Regions from separate parts of the Mus musculus genome. Here region 1 is linked to region 2. The links are chromatin contacts, called in public HiChIP or PLAC-seq maps. All regions are on one chromosome and are shown on one strand. Each heading gives the region's core, a stretch centred on a gene start, on an enhancer-like site or on the middle of the called end of the contact. The rest is flanking DNA. Distances are from core to core; before and after follow the strand shown. Region 1 overlaps Galnt2 (polypeptide N-acetylgalactosaminyltransferase 2). Region 2 has its middle 3.6 kb from the start of Gm42054.

Region 1 (3,616 bases), core at 23-2,522, 85 kb after region 2:
CCCCGGCCAAAACACCTCAAGAGTTCGTGGGACAGAGCAAAATGGCAGACCAGGTCGGGAGACTCAGGGACCAAATAGGAGGAGGATGGGCGTTGGTGGCTGAATCTCTAGTCAGGAAGGTAGAGAGAGATAAGGGCTCCATTGATCAGAGGATGCTCTGTGGCTAACCCTACTCCCAAGCAGTTCGCACTGCCCCAGAGGACATAGGGTCCTGGGAAAGCTCGTGGAACTGGGTCTGTATTCCCTCCAGCGGGTCCTAGCATGGCTGTCACTACCTGTGTCTCCATTTGGGGTTTGGCAGGGCTGGGTCTTGATAATGCTGAGGTCTTAGGCCTAAATAAGAAGAGTGGTGTGTTGTCAGCCATCAAGCAAGGTTGGGGTCCTTTGTTAGGAAGGAAACTTTCTTCAAACTAAAGGCAGATCCTTCCCTACCCGGTTTGTTTCAAATCCCCCTTTCCCTTGAAGTCTCCGGGCTTTGCTGGGGTGTTGGGCAGAGCTTTTTGGAGACAAGTGGGCACTGGACGACTCCTGATTGTCTTGCTGTACTAGGCCTGACATAGGCAGGACTTCTTCTGCTCTCAGGAAGTCTGCAAAGGCTACGTCTCAGTTAGGATTGTCAGCAGATGCCCCATTGGTACAGGGCCTATTGCCCAACTGTGCCCCCTGTCCCTGGGGCCACAGCCTTGCTGACCTGTGTCCCTGTACTTTCAAGGGTACTTAGAGGGGCTTCTGTGCTGGTGGCCACAGGAGAGTCTGGTCTTCTGAAGTGGAAGTGAACTGTGCCGCTTGGATTCTTCCTTTTCTCGATGCAGCATCAGGACCGATCTGAGCAGACTCTTCCGTCTTGTCACAGGCCCTCAGCATGGGTTAGAACTATATTATAACTCAGCCCACACTGACAAGGAAAGAGGAGGGAAACCTGGTTTGGCTTAGGAACAAGGCTGTGTGTGGTTCAGCTTTTATTGTCTTTCGTGAACAAAAGATGTCCGTTCCCCTAAATTCCGGAAGAAAGTAGAGATTTCCTCCTGACATTGTTAGTTTTAAATCACAGCCCGTTCTGATCCCTCACGAATCCTTTTCACCTTTTCCCCCCGTGGCTTTTCTTTAGTGGTGACGTCACGAGAACGTGTTCCCGCTCATCCCTTGGCTTCCTCCTTCCTTGTCCCTGCTTGCAACACCGTGTTTGGGAGCAGAGCCCAGTGTTTGCTGTCCTGCCGGGGCTACTGTCCCGGGAGACCCTGCCATCCGGCAATTTCCCAGGCAGTGTCCTGTCCGTCATCCTAGCACTGAGATGAGGACACTGGGTGAAAGTACCCGGTTCCGTTGCTGTGTCTGAAGTGTGCTGGTGGCCGCGAAAAGCCTGCTGCTTTCCCTCCATGCTCCTCTCAGACAAGATAACCACCTTGTGAGTCGCTGTCCAACCTCTGTGCCCCACAAGCCAGGATGAGGCCAGGACCTGGGCTGAATCAGCGCAGGGTGACACAGGCTTCCAAACCTTCACCTCCGCCACAGCGGTGGCTGCAGAGTCCATGGCCTGCTGCACCAGGCCTGGAGGAGATGCACCCATTCACCTCCATGACCTATGGTGTGGAAGCCGGTTGAAAGAGGGCCTGCCTTTCTCAGCCTCACAGCAAAGCTGGGAAAGAACACAGGTCTCGAGTGGAGAGCTGAGATGGAGGTTTCTGAGAACTGGCTTGTTTTGAGTCATTTTGGAAATATCTAGTCAGCATGAGTTTAAGCTCTGGAGGCCTGTGACTATGATTCACAGGCTCATCATAGCTGTGTACAGTGTTGGAAGGTACCCAGAAGACAAATTAGACTAGATCCCTTAGAGACCACACGACTAATCCACCCAGGAGGCCATTCCTCCAGACCTACTGTCTTCGGGTGTTGGCCTCCTAACAGTGGGGCCTCATGGAGGACTGTGGGCAGTGTGGAGGGCAGGGAGCAGGGTGGTCTGGTGGGTCCTTTGTTCACATTTGTAGGCAGTTCTGAGAAAGCAGTGTATGTGGACATTTCTGTCAGTAAACAGTATGTGACCAAGGATCAAATGTTTATTTTCATTCTGGCAATGCCTGGTTCTGACATGCTGTCCACAGCTGTCACCTCTGCACAGAGTGTCCAGGTAGCTTTGACTGGGCTCTGCCCTTTCGGAGATAATGGGAACATAGTGACTGTGGTTTCCCATTTGAAGATACTCCTGTTCTGTAGAGATTTGGAATCAGACTTTGAAGTTAAGGGCAGTGCCCCCGGGTGTGTCCTACCGTGGCCAGTTCCCAGGTTAGGGCTTTTCTGCACACGCGACACAGTTCTTCTTCCTCCTCTCTGCACTCTGTGGTTGGGGTTACACAGCCTCTCTTCTTTTTCAGCCTTCTAGCCCTGTCCCTTAATAATTAAACCCATGTTTACCCAGTGGTAAGTCATTGAATTTTGAGGTGAATTTAGAGCATTGTGTGCCCTTATGCTGCCTAGTTCAGTGCCCATCTGTATTCCAGGGACTCTCTACCAGAAGATAGTGCTGAAGGGAGAAAAATAAGATCCATGGGAGGCTCTGCTGTCTCTGGTCATGTCACCAGACTGTTCTAACTTTCTTGAAATACTCATGCACCTGGGGCAGGAACCACAGGCTGGACAGAAACGGCTCAGAATAAGACGGAGAGGTTTCTGCTTCTGCCTCCTGGGGATTGGTGGTTTCCAGAAGCTGGAGTGAGCAGGAACTAGGTCACCCCAGGAGACTGGAAAGAGCTGATTTGTCTTAAGAGATGTGGGTACCTAATATTACATCTGGAGGGAGAGCATCCTTAGGGCGCGTGGATGTAAGCTGTGCTGGCTCTGGTACATCCAACTCTGGTGTACTTGTGTGTGTGTGTGTGTGTGTGTGTGTGTGTGTCTGCACGTGTGTGTGTGTGCGCGTGCATGCACATGTACACTGTGTGTGTTTTTTGCACACACACAGTCCATATCACCTGTCTTTAAGCATGCAGTTTCTGGCATTAGTCACAGCCATACTGTTATGCTGTCATTACCATGGTCCCTCCATGGACTCTGCTTGTCCTTTACAGCTCTATGACTGAGCGAGTGCTGGTGGACACACTGTGTGTTTTGTCAACCAGCATCTTTAGGGCTCACCTGCCATAGGATGTGTCAATTGGCCTCCTTTTAGGGATGTATAGTACTCTGCTGTGGGAGTGCACTCCCTGCATGTGTTGGTGGATACTGGGCTAGTGGTATAATTCCACAGCAAATATAACATGGATCCACTTCCACCATATTGTCCCGTCTTCCCGGGTTTTCCTGGGGTAGACTTGGTGACTATACTTGGCACTCTGCCAGTCAGACAGGGAAGTCCTTGTCACCCCGTTCAGCCTGAGGTGAGCTGCACTTGGGGGCAGGCGCTGCTGTGGACAGGGGGCCCTGAAGGAGAAGATTCTGCAGACACCAGTCAGACAAGGGTGTTTCCCCTCTCCCTGACCAGTTCTCTCTCCTACACTTGTGTCCTGCTTCTACTGTGAACTAAGACATCACAATAAAAGGCGGTTTTAAGAGATGGTTTGCATGCCAGTATAGTTGGACCCTCTTGCGTTTGCTGAGGGGAGGTGGTTGAGACGTTGTAACT
Region 2 (3,205 bases), core at 566-3,065:
TGGAATGCCACGCAATTTAAATATAAAGCAACGGGAACAGCCCAGTCTCATGTCAGGACAGTTTCCAAACTACTGCTTTTATGATGGGATGCACTAGGCAGCCATTTAATGGCAGGGCCAGTGAGACGCTCATCAGGTGAGGGTGCTTGCAACTGAGTCTCATGATCTGAGCCTTGTGATGGAAGTCGAGAACTGACTTCCACAAGTTGTCCTCTGATGTCCACATATATGTGATGCATGTGTGCCCATACACAAATACACACACACACAAAATTTAAAAATAAATAAAAGAGAAACATAGCTGCATATGAGTATCTGTAGAAAGAATGTTTCTGTACATGATGCAAGAAAGTTTAAGTGCTATTTATCTAAAGAAAGACTATAGATTTATATTATAGGTAGTACACCATCTGTACATGTGGGCATATTTATAAGTGTTATGTTTGTCTGCGTTCTGTTGCCAGCAATATCATCTCCGCATAGGAGAGTCATAAAGAAAACATGTCCACTTTGTGCGTGCTTCCAGGGGTCAGGGTTGAAGCGATGAATGTGGAGGTGGCTTTTGCCAGCAGAGTCCCCAAGACAGTGTAAAGTGTCACAGGGTAGGAGACAGGAAGCACTCAGGTGTATGTCTGGGTCTTGCTCCCTCTTCTGAGCCACTTGGATTCAGTAGTGTTCCCCAACCAGGAAGCCTTTTGTTCTGATCAGCTCCCAGATGGAATCTCTACCTCTTAGAACCTCACTGGAGGGGTGGGGGGTGGGGGTTAGATGACAGTACATGAAGCCCCAGACAACCAGACCAGAGCAAATGCACACAGACTCTCAGGAAGAGACGCAAGCTGCCATTGCCTATAGTATCTGTACAGGAAGACCACAGTGACGTGGCACACAGAGGCCCAGGTGTGGGTCTGGCTACCCTGGTCCTGTCCTAGTCACACCCTTAAGAAGGGGATCCCTTTGAGCCTTAGACTCTCTCTCCCTCATCCGGCAGATGGGAGAGCAATGCTGGCCTTATGACAACCCTCTCTCAGGCTTCTCAGAGAGTAAAATGGAGTGATATACAAATGGTTTTTAGAGTGGGACCTGGCACAGGGCCCAGCATGGTGTTTCTATGACAAGCTGTTCAAGAATAAATGGATGAACCAGAAGTGGGGGTCCATGCTCGTTAACCAAGCACTGAGGGGGTGGAGGCAGGAAGACCAGCCGTTCAAGGTCATCTTTAGCTTCATAGTGAGTTCGAGGCCAGCCTGGACTACATAAGACTATCTCAAAAAACAGGAACAGCAGGAACCCCAAATACTACATAGATGGGATATAGATGGTACTGGTCCATGTGAAAGATGGAGCCAGTTCTCGTTGCCCCACAAGTCCTCAGAGCAGGGTTAAGAAAGAAGTAGTGTAGGGTCCAAGTCTCCCTAGGTCCTCAGGAGTGAAGCTGTGGGGAGCTGGGCCCGGCCAGACATGGTCTCCTCGCTCTAGTGGTTCTTCTGTAGTCGCATCCATGGAAGGAAGCAGCCATCCCATAGAGGCAGCATGTCTAAGTCCTGTTGCTCGTCCATGTACCCTTGGAGCCTGAGCGGCTGAGTGACAGACAGCCGCTGGGAGCCAGGGGTGGTTCTGAGCTTTCTTTCCTTGCGACCTGCGACCTCTGACCTCCCACATCCAGCCTCAGGTGTGAGAGCTGGAGCTGCCTCTACTAGGCCTTGACCCTGCTCTCTCATCTGCAGCTGGGAAATATGTCAGGACCAATCCTCGCCAGTTGTCCCAGGAGCCCTGAGTCACTTTGGGCAGGAGCCATTTTCCAGCGCTCACCCTCACAGAAACACAAGAGGCTTTTCAGAGGGAGTTGTGATGAAATGCCAAGGCAAGCTCTGGGCCAGGGTTCTGGGAAAGGAAAACTCAGACCTCCCCATGACTAACCGAACCGGAAGCCGAGGAAGGAAATAGTGAATTTGTACTAAATCTCTGCGCTTGAAGCCGACACCGAGCCCTTGTGTTATTCTCTAGCAGGCAGGGGGGGGGGGGATCGAGCTTGAAGAATTTCTCCTCCTCGTTCTAGCTCCTGATTTCTTACATTTCTCCCAAAGGTCAAGTGCCATGATCAAGCCTCCCCCAGAAATATCTGCCTTCCACGCAGTGTCTGAAATGTCATTGCCAAAAATGAGAGAAGCCATGGACAGTGGGATCCTGGTGGCGGTCTGCCCACACAGACCCTGTCACGATCCTTGCAGAAGCGAATGCTGTGGTCCTCTCTGTAGAGTGTCTGCTTCCTTGCACCCCATCTTTTGACTACATATACTCTTCAGACCTGTGGTGAATTATTTATTGGGAGTGATGTGAGAGCAACATGAGTGTAAAGGGACATTACAGTTATAAACAGGTTTCCTCTGTGTAGCCCTGGCTGTCCTGGACCTCATTCTGTAGACCAGGCTGGCCTCGAACTCAGAGATCCACCTACCTTTGCCTCCCAAGTGCTGGGATTAAAGGTGTGTGCCACCACAGCCTAGCTTCTTTCCCCCTTTTAAGGACAGGCTGATTTCAAACTCATAAGCCTCCTGCATCAGCTTCTAGAGCGCTAGGATTTCAGACCCGAGCCGCCATGCTCAGCATCTTGAGGCTTTATAAATGTGCCAGTTCACCCATTACCTGCCAGGATGTAGTCAGCGGATACACAGATCCCAGGGAAGCCTGTATCCCAGGCAAGCAAGCAGAGGCTCAGCTTCCACATCTGGCTGCTGGTCCTGCCTGGCAGAGCCCAGAGAGAAGCTGGGCTTTGCTGATTCCCAGCTAACAGGCAGTGTGGTGGTTAATATTCATTGCCGACTCTACGAAGGTTTAGGATCACCATGGTAACTACCTGTGGGCATGTCTGTAAGGGTGAGCATCAGCAATCATTTTCTGCTTCTTGATCGTAGATGCAATGGGGCCAACTGCCTCAAGCCCTCCACCATACCTTCACCCCCATGATTGACTGTGTCCTCTCAAACTGGGAGTCCGGATATAACCTCCCTTCCTCAAGTTACCTTCCTCAGGGGTTTGATCATAGCGACAAGAAAAGTGACCAATATAAACGGAGCTGCAATACTGAGGGCTAGCCCTGCCTTCGTGCACTGACCAAAGGCTAGCCCTAGCGTCACGGGAACTCTATATAAGATTCATAACCCAGCCTGTTTCAGACCGAAATCTCCTGCCCCAGCTCAGGGAA

What was found. HiChIP or PLAC-seq counts read pairs in DNA pulled down with a chosen protein or histone mark.
Region 1: an H3K27ac HiChIP or PLAC-seq map of embryonic fibroblasts shows a contact between it and region 2, with 25 read pairs. The contact joins two enhancer-like sites. A contact is called at or near these places in 7 of 484 Hi-C or Micro-C datasets (the C2C12 cell line, DN2 thymocytes, adipose-derived mesenchymal stem cells and 4 more), 8 of 115 datasets of contacts at active chromatin or transcription factors (the 3134 cell line, the HPC-7 cell line, cardiomyocytes and 3 more) and 1 of 9 other capture datasets (embryonic stem cells).

Annotation. Positions count from the first base shown.
Region 1 is chr8:124,276,944-124,280,559 of GRCm38.p6, forward strand. The region is part of intron 1 of Galnt2 (polypeptide N-acetylgalactosaminyltransferase 2); the gene reads left to right. Among named protein-coding and RNA genes, the nearest start is that of Galnt2, 47 kb to the left of the region's middle. Within about 2 kb of position 1,273, at least 117 of the 459 cell types and tissues checked have an H3K27ac peak or open chromatin away from gene starts, as enhancers often do. A contact at or near this core is called in the C2C12 cell line, brown adipocytes, embryonic fibroblasts and 1 more, where this site is marked.
Region 2 is chr8:124,191,361-124,194,565 of GRCm38.p6, forward strand. No RefSeq gene overlaps it. Among named protein-coding and RNA genes, the nearest start is that of Gm42054, 3.6 kb to the right of the region's middle. Within about 2 kb of position 1,816, at least 71 of the 459 cell types and tissues checked have an H3K27ac peak or open chromatin away from gene starts, as enhancers often do. A contact at or near this core is called in the C2C12 cell line, brown adipocytes, embryonic fibroblasts and 1 more, where this site is marked.